Regions from separate parts of the Rattus norvegicus genome. Here region 2 is linked to region 1. Evidence: chromatin contacts called from public Hi-C data. All regions are on one chromosome and are shown on one strand. Each heading gives the region's core, a stretch centred on a gene start, on an enhancer-like site or on the middle of the called end of the contact. The rest is flanking DNA. Distances are from core to core; before and after follow the strand shown.

Evidence for each region. A called contact is a pair of places that touch in the nucleus more often than the background predicts.
Region 2: a contact with region 1 is called in a Hi-C map of kidney, with 2.0 times the contacts expected there. The contact joins the promoter of Dmxl1 here to the enhancer-like site in region 1. A contact is called at or near these places in 3 of 12 Hi-C or Micro-C datasets (Schwann cells and kidney).

Annotation. Positions count from the first base shown.
Region 1 is chr18:45,103,145-45,110,012 of GRCr8, reverse strand. LOC120098148 (a long non-coding RNA gene) reads right to left here. Exons shown (of 2, transcript XR_005496167.2): 2 at 3,469-6,302. LOC120098372 (small nucleolar RNA SNORA48) reads left to right here and starts at 567; the gene lies at 567-711. Within about 2 kb of position 4,077, at least 2 of the 93 cell types and tissues checked have an H3K27ac peak or open chromatin away from gene starts, as enhancers often do. A contact at or near this core is called in kidney, where this site is marked.
Region 2 is chr18:45,176,594-45,183,461 of GRCr8, reverse strand. Dmxl1 (Dmx-like 1) reads right to left here and starts at 3,574. Exons shown (of 43, transcript NM_001107388.2): 1 at 3,398-3,574. The coding sequence starts at 3,484.

The sequences.
Region 1 (6,868 bases), core at 2,828-5,327:
TGGAGGAAGTGTGTCACTGGGAATGGGGCTTTGAGGTTTCAAATGTTGAAGGTGGGCCCAGTGCCTTTCTCTGTTCCTTCTGCCTGCAGTTGTAGAACTCTCAGCTCCCCTTTCAGCACCCTGTCTGCCTGCACACCACCGTGCTTTCTACCATGATGATAATGGACTGAGTAAACCTCTGAACCTGTAAGGCAGCCCCAGTGAAATGCCTGTCCTTAGAAGAGTTGCTGTGGTCATGGTATCTCTTCACAGCAACAGAAACCCCAGGACACCATCTCTTCCGCTCTCCTCTCTGCTCTGTCCTCGGTACGCACCATTCGTTTGTTGCTATACATTTTCATCTTTTTGGATCCCACATGTAGATGAGATTGTGTGTTTTTTTCTTTTTCTGTCTGGTTTATTTCACTTGGCACAGTGTCACCCTTGTTCACCTATAATGTCATCCTTGTGGTTACAGGTGTCAGGACTTACTTCCGTTTTCAGGAGAATTGTTATTCTATTTTACATGTTCAGTTTTTTATGCACAATTTATATTGCTCTTTCCATTTGTTCAGAAAAGAGTAATAATATCCTGGCAGTGGGCGAAGAGACACCTTGTGAATGGTGATGTTCTTATTATCAGTCAGGAGCAGAGCAGATGGCAGTCCTTTGTTCATCCTAGCTCGACGCCTGGCTTGGTGGCCAAAGCTATTTTATGCCTAGGACACATAAAAATCAAATCAAACCAAACCAGGCAGCACACAGCCCAGGAGGAGGAAGACTGAGAGACCTGCGTTCTGCTGTGCCACCCACAGACCTGCCCTCCAGTGCACAGCATAGCCAGGCCTTAGACACTGCTTGCTGCCATGCAAGACATCGTGGACTGAGGTCTCCCAGGGGCCCTGCCAGCCATATGGCCATCCTGCAGCTGGAGCCACTACAATGTGCATGTGTGTGGTGCTGGGATGGGAGAGAAAGAGAAGTGGAACAACTTAGGCATTATGAAGAGAGAGATGGAACTGGAGACTCAGTGGACAGGAATAGCCTCTTGTGAGGTTGGTAAGGTCCCAGCCCGAGCTTCTGCTAAGGACCATGTCTGAGTCCATGGCTACACAGTAGCAGGCAGTGTCGGTGTCGATATCCATTATCACTAGAGAACATGGTGACATCCCTGGGGTGTGCAGCCTCTGGGGACCACATGGATATGCCGGTACTGTGCAGAACTGACCCTGTCACTGGCTGTGGCGCTCTGGAGAGCTGCCTCCATCTCTCAGCTTTAGCAACACTTGGGAAACCTGGCCCTGCACCTTGGCCAGGCTGCACAGTGGAGTTGACCCTAGTGGCTGGGGTATGGGTGAGCTGGCCCTGAGGGGTGAGTATGGGAGAGCTGAACACACTGCTCGTCTGTGGTGGAGTGGTATGGATGCAGAGTTGATTCCCCCTTGCCCCTTGCCACCTGAGACAGTCGGGAACACAGCCCGCAGGTCATGAGCGGAGAACAATCCCTGCCCTTCACCAGCTGCAACACTGGACAGCAGGCCTTGCACCTCACCTGGACAGCACAACAGAGTTGACCCTGGTGTCAGGGCATGTGTGAGCCAGCTGTGAGATTGAGGGAGAGCTGTCCCTGCCACTCCTATGTCATGAGGTGGCTTAGGGAGGAGGTGATGCTTCCCTTGCCACCTACGGTAGTCAAGAGAGATGGCTGTGAGGACGAGAGAGCAGGAGAGCTACTAACTCTGCCTCTCAGTGACGGCAACGCTAGCCAGAATAGTGCTGGAGAGCTCGCCCTGGTGGTACAGATAAGGGAGAGCCAGTATGCTGACCAGTTCAGTTACTACTCAGGCCCAGACCCAGGGCTCTGAAGTGGCCCACCCCAAAGACTATATCTTCTATGAACAGTTGGGACAGGGGAAAGGGGCAGTCCTGCTAATCCAAAGCTACAGAATCTTTCTGATACAGGGTAACAACAAGATAACTGGGAGGAGTCCCGGTGAGGATCCAACATTGATGGTGTCACAGAAGTCAAGAGATCTTGAACCAGACCAATGATCCATTGTAATGAACATTTGCAAGTTAAGATGTGTGGATAGGATATACACATTGACATACTCCAGTTGCCATAATAAGATGTCCCTTATGGTTTGGTGTGTGTGTGTGTGTGTGTGTGTGTGTGTGTGTGTGTGTGTGTGTGTGTGTTTGGAGGGGGAAGGTTGCAAGGGTGAAGGGCAGATATGAGGTGATGGGGAGATGAGCAGGACTGGGGGTACATGATGTGAAACTCACAAAGAATCAATAAAAAGTTTTTTTTAAAGAAAAGGATAATGCATATATATCATACTGTTATTTAGAATTGTAGATCATAAACATAACCCTCAATCTCCCAGTAGGTACGCTCCCACTAGATAGAACTGCATGTTGGTGTGAATATTTCAGTGCATTACAAACACTTAAAAAACCGAGTTCATATGAATACTAATAATTCTAATCAAAAGCAAAGGGCCTTGTTTTCTCCTCCTCCGTGACATACTTCTGTCTCTCATCCCCCAGGGACAGTGCTACCTCCAGGGAGAATTACTCAGTGACAAATCCTAGCCACCTTCCAGAATTATCCAGCAGGGTAGAGTGTTAACTCCAACAACTTCAATCTGCACGTGTACTAAGATGCCTGTCTCAGGATACGAACCTGAGGAAACCCAGGGTACAGCACACTGCCACTCACCTCCCCCTCAGACTCCCAACTGCTAATAATGCTCTTCTAACAGCCACCGGTGTGCAAGTGCAAAGCACAGTGGTACAATAACAGAATCATAAGCTATATTTGGAAAGCGGAACGCGGTGCATGTCCAGTAAGAAAAAGTGACTTCCTCATACTTCTTGCTATTTTCACAGTTGTTGTCTCTGTGCTTTTATAGCAAGAGATCTATGTTATTGACGGTAGCTTTGTTTGTGAGCTAGGTTGTAGGTGCACAGTTAGATGAGGGAAGAGAAGAAAGGAAGGAAAGGGGTGAGGGAAAGATAAATACCAGTGTCGGTAGGGTGAGTGCTTTGTCCTTACGTGGCTTTTATGAATCATGCACGTTAGCAAAGTGTCACTTGATCCACCACACGATCAAATGTGGGAACAAAGGAACATGAAGCCTGGTCGGATCTCAGGCAAAAAGGATGAATGTTTCCTTTCATTTAGTTATATAGGTTAAAAAATAAAAATAGTATTTTCAGATTGATAAATTTAATATGAGTTGAAAAATATAACCAAACATTTCTTAGCAGTTCTAAGGGATGAGGAAAAATACAAGTCATTGCCCTAAGCCTACTATAGACATAAAAGGGAAATATAATACTGAAAAAGTTTCTACATTGGATATAAGGAAGTCTTTTAAAAGCATGAACTAAACTCAGGGGACACAGGCAGTGGGATCACTTGAGCCATGAGCTTAGAGAGTGTGATGAGATCTTCATTTCAACGCATCCACAATGAGGCAAGAATAAAGCGTGAATTATATTTTAAATTTTAATTTATATTTTAAAGTTTATAATGCATGGGGAAGTTACTCCCCAAGTACCAACAGTGTGACTTTCTACACACTTTATTTTATGAACAAAAACGACATCACAAGTTGTTCAAAGATGTAACTCTTGGAATGGGAACGTTCTTGGCTCTCTTGTATTTGTCTAGATAGGGATTTTCGTTGAGCGCCCCTTTTGGGTGAAGCGTAGCAAGCACTGTTTATTATACATGAAGCTGCCTATGTTCACACTGTTTATTATATACGAAGCTGCCTAGGCGCTTGAGTTCACGCAATGAATGCAATCAATTAGATTTGCAGTAGTTCCTTCCTTGGTCTCTGAGGTACTCTGGTCCCACCAGTTGGAGACATCTCCATCGAATTGCTAGCTGTGACTGAGATTTGTGTGAGACTCCTGAAGGCATCCTGGGAGAGTTTACCTGTTTGACTTTAGCATCTGAACAACTGAACTTCCAGGTAAGCTGCAGGAGACACCCTGCATCTCTGCTTGCCGAGCTGCTTCACTTATCCAAGGGCAGCTCTCTAATTGCTGCCTGAGTTGTGAGATTTACATGGATTAAAGTGCAGACTTTGCTGCTGGTGTTGGTGAATGATTAAAGAGCAGACGTTACTGGCAGTGGGTAGTAGCAGGGGGAGGGAAGATCATTTTTAATTAGTGATATGACAACTGCTAGGGTTCTCGTAGTCAAGGGGATGGCTGCACACCCGTGCATGTAAGGACAACGTTAACTGGACAAAGTGGATTATAAGAAAAAATACACGATGTTGGGAGAAACACATGATGTGTGGGAGGAATTGGATGGGTAAAGAGAGTTCATATGACCATATTTTGTTGTGTACATGTGTGAAATTGTCAATGTGAAGAAAACAAAAGGAAACAGAGTTAAAATGTAAAAGACGCAACCTAGATTGTCAAATAAATGACTCTAGTTCTATCTGGTTTCTATGAATGAACTTAGTGCGGTCAGGAACTCTGCTTTCTCACTTGTGGAGGCCAGCCTCTGAAATAACTGTGGTCACTAACGCATCCATGGTTGAGCTTTCTCTAGTGGGAAGGACTAAGCCAAAAACAAATTTTGCACAAGTGACAAGAAACAGTGTTGTAGTTTGTGACCGACTTCCAGCTCCAGCCATTTACCCTTCCAGCTCTAGGTCTACCCACTTGGCCATGTAGAGCAGTGAAGAGCAGAGAGTGGATACCCCACGTAAGGCCCAGCTCTGTGTGGTTGGGTTGCACCCTCAGAAGACTTGAGCAGGAATGGGGCTAGAGAGAGGTAGAGTTCACAAGTTATTTAGAGGAGGGTATCAGACTACTGAGATTATCTTACTTTTCAGGTGGAAATGTAGCATGGGAACCAAAACATAAAACCTAGATCTTATCTAGTTAGAAGGTTAGCATTCACAATACACTAAATATTATTCTTTAATCTTATAGACTTTAACAAGCCAAATAGACACATGTAACTAAAGTGGATTTTCTAGTTTGGGGGCAGAGAGTTATAGATTATTCTGGATTGTATATACCAATCATCTTCTGTGCCATGTATTATTGTCTTGGAATACTTTTGGTTTGGCTAATTACATGTATTGAAGTATATGAGTCTCTTTAGTCTTTGACTATTGCCTTGCTTTGGTATTAGATACTGGCCACTGCATGTGTTTTGAGAATAGAAATGGTTTTTCAAGGGCTAGGGATAATTTTAATTTTTCCAAACTGTAATGGTTGTCAACTTGACTATATCTTGAATGAACTACAGTCCAGAACTGGAAGGCTCACCTGGGGTCCAGGTCTTGAGGCTGGGAGATACAAGATTTTGACCTGGATCTTGGCATGGAGATCTTGAGGCAAAGTGGCTATGAATCCCAAGAGACTAAGGCAAGGGGATCTTTGAGTTTAAGGTCAACCTGGGACAAAACAAGTCCCAGATCCAGGCTTGGTGGCATACACCTTTAATCTGGGCCACACCTTCTGCTGGAGCTCTACATAAGGACATTGGAAGGAGGAAGATTCGCTCTTCTTCACCACTCACATCTACTTGCCAGCACTACTTGTTAGAATCTACTAGCCTTGTGGGACTGAGCAACTACTAGGTCCTTGGACTTCCCACTCACAACTGACCATTGTTGTGGAGTTGGCCTACAGACTGTAAGTCACCATAACAACTTCTCACACTATATAGAGACTATCCATAAGTTCTGTGACTCTAGAGAACCCTGACTAATACACAAACCTTTTTTGAAAATGCTTTAACCTCCCTTGTAGCCCATCACCCACCAGAGGTAGTGGAAAAGAAAGGATATGGGGGAAGTGGACCTGTTTAGAAAGGTTTTTTTTTTGAGCAACTCCCATCTGTGGTGTCTGGAAATCAGCAGTGTAGTTCACAGGTTAGCCAGCAGCAGCTGGATCCACTCGCCAACACTTCACGGATACACTTTTCATAGGTACACCAGCAGTCCAGTTCAGTAGAGTCGAGATAGCAACAGCAGTGGCAGAACCTAGCAGAGACAGCTAGGCCTCAGCCTGGGCTGGAGTCAGCAGGAGGGACCCAGAGGGACACCAGGAGAAGTTCTTGGCTATGCCTCTCAGATTAAGTGAAGATGAGTGAAGATGCGAGACACACAAGTGTTGCACAGCTAGCTGTACCAGCAAGCCAAGCTCTGTCTCCATCACTCCATCCTATTTATACTCTCCAACATCACGGTCCTCCATGTGCCTTGCCTCTGCATGGGTCTTGCCTCAGCATGTGCATCCAATCAGCCTGAGTCCTTGGAATCCAAACAAATGTGACTCAACTATGAAAAGTAAGGTGGGTGAATACATGGATATTGTTAGCAAAGAATCCTTCATCATGTGACCTTTCATGCATTTGCTTTAGCAGAACATCCTCTTTCCTGTGTCTGCTTCAGTGAAATGTTCTTTCTTGAATATGCCTTAGTCTTTCATCTGTGTCCATTTTAACAGCATGTACCTTTATGTATTTGCCCCAGCAAAACATCATCCAACTGACTTTCCAAAGAACCCGTTAGTTTCCATTTCACAGTTCAATGCTACATCTTGCCTAGTATGTAGAAGAACCCAATTTGGTTCTTAGAGCCACATCAAATGCACATGTACGTGTGTGCAAGACACACACACACACACACACACACACACACACACACACACACACACAACCTAAAACAATAAAAATGCAAGCTCTTTAGACATGGTCACTCATACCTGTAATTACATCACTTAAGGGTTAAAAGGATCATTGCCTTCTGATCAAAGCCAGTCTGAACTATACAGTGTGTTTAGACTACACTGGTCTAAATAGACTATTTCTTAAAACCAATCAAGAAAAAAATGTAAGAAATAT
Region 2 (6,868 bases), core at 2,325-4,824, 74 kb before region 1:
TTAAACTAAATTCCTTCCTAAAACACATTGTCAGCATTAAGTATGGATGAATCAGAAAAGGAAATGTATTATTTTTTTTGTCAGCATGCTACAGAAAATATTAGGACATCTAGATTCTAATTAATGGTGTCTCTTTTTAAATCACTGTGCTTGTAAACAGCATTTTCTCCCTCCAAAAAAACAAAAGCTATTAATAGATCAAGATTAGAACACTCATACAGTATCACAAGAAGAATGAGGGAAGCATGACTGTAACCAAGGAAAAGAATTCTGGCTCAACAATGTACCCAGTGTTTCCTTTAATTCCTCACTTTATGTTGATATTAAAATGTTTAACAAATGGATGATAAAAATTCAAAAATGTTTAGTAGAAATATTATATTGAGACTCAAATCTAAACTAATAAAGCAATTATTAACTGCACTGCAATAAGCTTCTGAACCCACTCATGAAATCAGGCACTATTTATAAAGTACTTCCTAATACAAAGTAACATGAATAATATACAATTAATTATAACCTTAATTGAATCGTAAGAGTTGGCATTTCATATAACAAACACCAAACAGAATTCCACTAAAAAATTATTAAAAAAATTTTAGAAGTTAGAGGAGAACTTGCTTAAAAACAAAACAAAACAAAACAAAAAAACTAATGACCTGTGCCCCAACTAGTCAACAAATAGACGGTGGGTGGATGAGTGAGGCTGTGTGTCAGGAGTCCTGGGCAGTATGGCAAGGCCTTGCCTCAAAAAAAAAAGTGAAAACAGTATTGAGGATATTCAGTAATAGAAAGCTTCCATAACATGTAAGCATGTGTAAGCAAGGCCCACTGGCTTGATCCTTAGAACAAAAACAAAAGTAAAATTTAAAAAAGAAAGGAAAACAAAAGCAAGCAAACAAACAACAAAGCAACCTAGTGATAAAGAACCATGCTTGAAACCAAACCAGGTTCTGACTCAACTACTAAGTAGTATCACCACTGCCTCAGTAACCGTCTAGGCACTCACAATGAAGCCACCATCAAGCAAGGCCACACTGCTTAATAATGAACTAAACGCACTCCGAAAGCAGGAATTACATGGTCATTGACCACTAGAAGCTTTCTAAAGGCAAATCCAAACTAGTGTGATGGAACTTGAGGTAATAAGAAAAAAAAAAAAAAAAGAATGTTTTGATATACTAACCTATATTAGTAATTGTTAAAACATGAAAATTGTCATTCAAATTCAATTTGAAGTCTGTCAGAACTGTAAGCGGGAACCAAAGTCCTGTTCTTTGAAATCCTCCAAAACAAGTGTTGTACTATTTGCATCTGTGTAAAAGGAAGAACTGCAAACACAGGCTCATCTTCAGAGAAACCATGAAGCACCACAAAGGATGAAAGAATCCTACAAGGCTGCAAAATCTCAAGTCCATACTTCAAGTATAGCTGCAACTGAAAGATTTTTATTTTTTATTCTTCATACATTATGTATCATTAATTTTGCTCTTCAAATAAAAATAAAATAAAAAGCTATGGGAGGGTGGAGCTTGGTGAAATGCTTGACTAAAATGCCAGAGATCTATGATTTGATCCTCAATGCCTTCATTGACACTCACACAAGGGAGATTAAAAACAGATTTCAAAGGAGAAACAATAGACTGTTCATAAACATGAAGGAGAAAATGGGTAATTTCAAGACAAAGAAATATAAGATGCACCCATTTATTCGGGAAAGTAGGGGCAAGAAACTTGCTGAAATGGAACTCCGGCTGGCTGCTAGAGGGAAAAACCTAACTATAATCTTTAAACTGCTGCCAAAATTAAAGGGATCTGAGATCTTTATACCAAACTAATATAGTTAGATGTGTTTAGGTATCTAAGCTGTGGATAAATGTAACTTCTTTGATTATATGCTTATCTGGAAGCAATCTGCAATGGGCTTACAGGAAGATCATCATTACTTGCTTTAGGAAAAACTGACTAAAAACAGAAATGGGCAAAAAGTTACATGCTAGTATATGGTTACTATTTAACCTTTAAAGGCTTCTGAAAACTAGCATGAAAGCAATTTGCCAAGGTTTTATAGATTAATGCATGTGGATTTATAAATGGGCTGTCAATTTATAATGCTTTGAAGTATCCACACTGCCCTATGTACATTCAGAATGCCCTTTTAAAAAGTTCATAGCATTTGTCTTGGAGAAAGCTCTCATTAAGCTTAGGGGATGGCAGAAAACATCATTTTCCTATAAGCTCTCACCAGGAAGACATCCAATGGAGACTTGCTGGCTGTACTTCCTTCCTTAAGGAGAGACAGCAATGTCCAGCTGTGGGGTGACAAATGCTAAGACCGATATCTCCTCCCCTCACTTCCCCTGAGAACTTTAGACTAAGCAAACATCAAGAATTAGAATCTTGACAACTGCTAGAGTCATGTGCCACTCCATTGGGAAGTCACAGGCTAGCATAACTCTTCAAATACAGTTTAAGCATTAAATGCCTAAAGCATGTTAAATGCTGGGTATTACTTATTCTAACAAAAGTCTGAGTCTGTCTCTCTTTTACACACACACACACACACACACACACACACACACACCAGAGAAATTAAGATCTCTAAGCCTGGAGCATATTAAGCTGTTTGCGCTTTAGTTGTACAAAATTAAATTTTACGTTTAATAAAAAAATTGTAGCTAAAGTCATCAACACTAATAAATATGTTTAGACTAGAGGTCTGAAGTCCACTATTGACTTGTGACTTGAAATTATTAGAAAAGCTAAACTAAGATAAAAAATGTCATTAAACCCTTAAAGCCAGAAATGTGAGACTATCTTTGCCCTAACAGCTGGAAATAGAATAGAAAAGAAAACCAAGTCACATTGGCTAAATCTTAACCTGCCCTTAGCAAACAGGAGATACGCTGGAAGATACAACAGTGCAACCATCAGGAATTTCCTCGAACACCCTCAAAACTTTTCAAGGATTTCAAGGCCGTTGCCTATGTAACTCACGGGAACTTAGGGATGAATGGAGAATATTTTCTTTGCAAAGTTATTCATAGGTGAACTTTAAGAAAAATAAATAGAACGGTGTTGTTTTCATTATATTGTCATTTAATATTATTAATCTAGCTTAATAATCAGTAACTGTTTTAAGACACCCACTCTTTTAACTACAAAGACTTGACCTTAGAACCTTGACCTGGGGTGGGGGGGAATGAAGCAAATCTAAATTAATCCCACATTACAGGCCCATGCAACGGGAAAAATCAACACCCTCTCCCCGACCCCCCAATTCGTGATTCTTCTAACATTTTGGAGGAACTACTTTGGCCCGAAGGAGTCAGACGTTTTTTTAAGCCCGAAAACACGCTAACTGGAGCGGAGGCCGTGCGGCCTCTCCCGTCCTCACCGTAAAGCGCTGCTCGCCGACGCTGCCCACCGAGAAGCAGTGGTCGCCGGGGTTCACCGCGCCGGTCAGCACCTGGTGCAGGTTCATGGCGGCGTCCTAGTCCCGCAGCACACGCCGCGGCCAGCTCATGCCCGTGCTCAGCCGTTTCCCAGCGCCTTCCCCTAGGGGCGGCGGCCGCTCCTCCGCGGCGGTGCCAGGCTCCCGAAGCCGCAGACGCTGGGTCCGGGCCCGCGGCGCATCCCGAGCCGGACGGCCGAGGCCTGAGGGGGGCGGGCCGGGTAGCGAGTGCGGCGCCGCACTGCTCTGCACCTGTCACCGCAATTCAGGTGAAGCTCGGTGTCCGCTCACCTATCCGTTCCGGGCGCGGCCCTCGGGGACCGAGCTGTCCACACGCTATTCCCGAGCCCGGTCGTCGGGACGCACAGCCTGAGAGGCGCGGCAGCTCGCGCTGCCCCTCACCAGACCGACCTCAGCCCAGCCGCGGTCCCGCCGCCCTCAGCAGCTGCCACCGCTCGCTACGCGGCTCTGGCCCTTGCGCCAAAATATCGCGAGACTTTCTTCAAGGCTCCAGAATGGGTGGCAGTACATAGGGCAGCAACGCCTTTTCTAGTCGAGAGTTAGCCAATCCCGAGACCCGAACGTACCTAGAGCTCCGCCCCTTCCTGAAGAGAAGCCAATCTCTTTGAGGCGTGTGGAGGAGCCCAGACTCAGTTTGAGTCTAGCATAAACAGAGTGAAGGGTTACCTAAAAGTAACCAAGCTGTGCTTTTGGTAAGGGATCAACCTAACTCTTAGCACAGAAAGTTTAGCAAGGAGGAGTTGCAGGTCCCTTATTCCTGGTATAACTACAAGTCCCAAGATGCACCACTCCCCCCCCCTTTCGGGCCCGGAGGGAATCTGCAAATGTGATCGTGGAAAACACTTTTAGCCTTGTCGCGGTTATTTCTGCGCATTTCCAACTCACTAAACAAGATAATTTAGAAAGGTTTAGGCTCCTCAGTAATATAAATGATCTATTTTAATAAGGACAAAGTAGATTTTAAAATAATGCCGATAATGATGACCCGCCAATCCTACTTTGTTTTGGAAAAAGAACCCAAGAATTTCAAAATGAATTGTCAGGCACCAGTAGTGAGATCCAGTTCTCATTATATTTTGACACTAATTTCGTATTGTTACTAACAAAAGTCTGTTCGAATGGCTTCCCCTTTTAGGGACAGGCGGTTCTATTCCTCTCTGTCTCAAATGTGTGGCACAAGCGTAGTGCAAAGTGTTCAAGAAAGTTTCAACTAGATGAATATTACCATGAACTTTGTTGGAGTAGTACTGTCAGAGGCGAGAGGCATCAGAGACAGCTTGGTGCTGATACCCTCAGGCTCTGCACGGAGCCGTATTGGATTTGGGCCTAGCCGCTTTTGACTGCATGGCTCAAAGTGGCTAGGTGACTTTGGGCTGTTTGGCCACAGATATTCACCCCTAAGATGACTGCCATAAGTCTTAGGATTGTTGAATGAAAGCCTCTCCCATGAATTTACGGCACAGGAAGATAACATTCAAGGGATGCCTCAGCTCCCTTAGCAGATACCTGTTACCTCCTGAATCAACACACAGTGTCTCCACTGCCTGACCTCTTTGCCTCCAGCTATCACTGCCTGTATCCGCACCTCCCCCTCCTCTGTGTTTCACAAAGGACACTCCCCCTACCTGAAAGCCTTAAAAGCTGTAACATTCACCCCAATAAACGAGACCTTGACAACAGAACTTTTGCTTGGTCTCCTTCTTCTCTTCACCCCCATTTTGGCCCACAGGTAGAAAGCCTCTTCGGGACCCTGAATAACTGGGTCCCCGCTGGCGGGGACAAGGCTCCTAAGGAGCTTGCATAGATTAGAAACTTCAATTCAGGCCAAACCGGAATTTGGAGCTTGGGTGCAGAAAAGAATTTCAGGACTATCCAGTTTATGAAGCGCAGGTGGGGTTTAATAATAATAAAAAAAAATAATAATATAGGCTTAACTGTGAGTGTTAATAGAACAGCATGAGCTACAGAGAGAGCTCCTGTCTCAAAATTAAATAAATCAAGAATCTTAAAACTAATATTTTGGTGACAAATACTAGTAACCATTTATGTTCTTTTCCTAAGAAATTCGCAATATACATTTACTTTTTTGCAATTAAAAAATACCTGAGGCCAGGCAATAGTGGCACATGCCTTTAATCCCAGCGCTCCAGAGGCAGAGAGGCAGGTGGATCTCTGAGTTCTAGGCTATCCTGGTCTAGAGGATGAGTTCTAGGATAGTCAGAACTATACAGAGAAACCCTATTTCAAAAAACAAAAATCAAACAAAATAATAATATTCTATAAGCCATGTCCCCTTTTAAAATAGAAAGATGAAAATGGGTTCAAAATTCCAGTCTTTTCGTAAATGGACAACAGTAGGTCAGGCATGGAGTGACATATGCCTAGTTCCAGAACTTGGAAGGTGGAGGAGGCAGGAGACTCAGGAATGCCTTGGCTACATAGAAAGGTTGAGACTGGGCAGCCTTGTCTACATGAGACCCCTTTTCAAAAGAAGACAAAAGACAAAACGTTATATTTTGTTGAGATTTGTGAAATCTAAGTTGGCTTTATCTTGAGTTGCAAACTCACTGTGGTCTCATACTTGCTAAGCAAGCACTTAACTACTGATCTACAGTGCAGTCCAAGAATCACCTGGGAGACATATCTCTGGGTTTGTCAGTGAGAGCATTTCTGGATACATTTCACTGAGGAAGGAAAACCCATGAGAGATGTAGACAGAATCACACCATGGGCCCAGACTAAAAATGGAGAAGGGGAGAGGAACGGCAACATTTATCTCTGTCTCTTGACACCAGCCATCTGATGCTCCTCCCATTCTGCCTTCCCACCTGATGTATCCCCTCTAATAGTGACACAGAAAACCCCCAAGCCTTTCCTCTCTACCAGACTTTTGTCAAATGTTTTGTCCCGGTAATGAAAAAAGTAACAAATACAGCCACGAGCATGCTTGAATTTGTTTCTCATTTATCATTTCAAATTTATGTAAAGCAACTTTAAGTTAACTCTGGGAAAGATGTGTGCACGAAGATGGAAGCCAGGGCCTTGTGCAGGCTAGGGTGCTTTTACAGGCTGAAATTTGAAATGTTTTATGTCCTGGTGTGGGACATGCAAAAATCCTGTGGCTGGACCATGTTTGTCATATTTACTCTTTCTCTTGTGCCTAGTTTTTGTTTGGAAGCACATTCAAGGTGATACAATAAATAGAAACGAAATGAATTGATGGTTATGAAACTGGACGCAAAGTCCTGGTTTGCATAGGGACTAGATATATGACTTTGGATATGTTTATTAACTCTGAAGTTCATTTCCTCATCTATAAAAATGGGAAGCTTAATTTCATTATCAGCAGCATTTTGCTTTGTTTTGACATTTCTCCTGCTCTGTGCTTCTTTT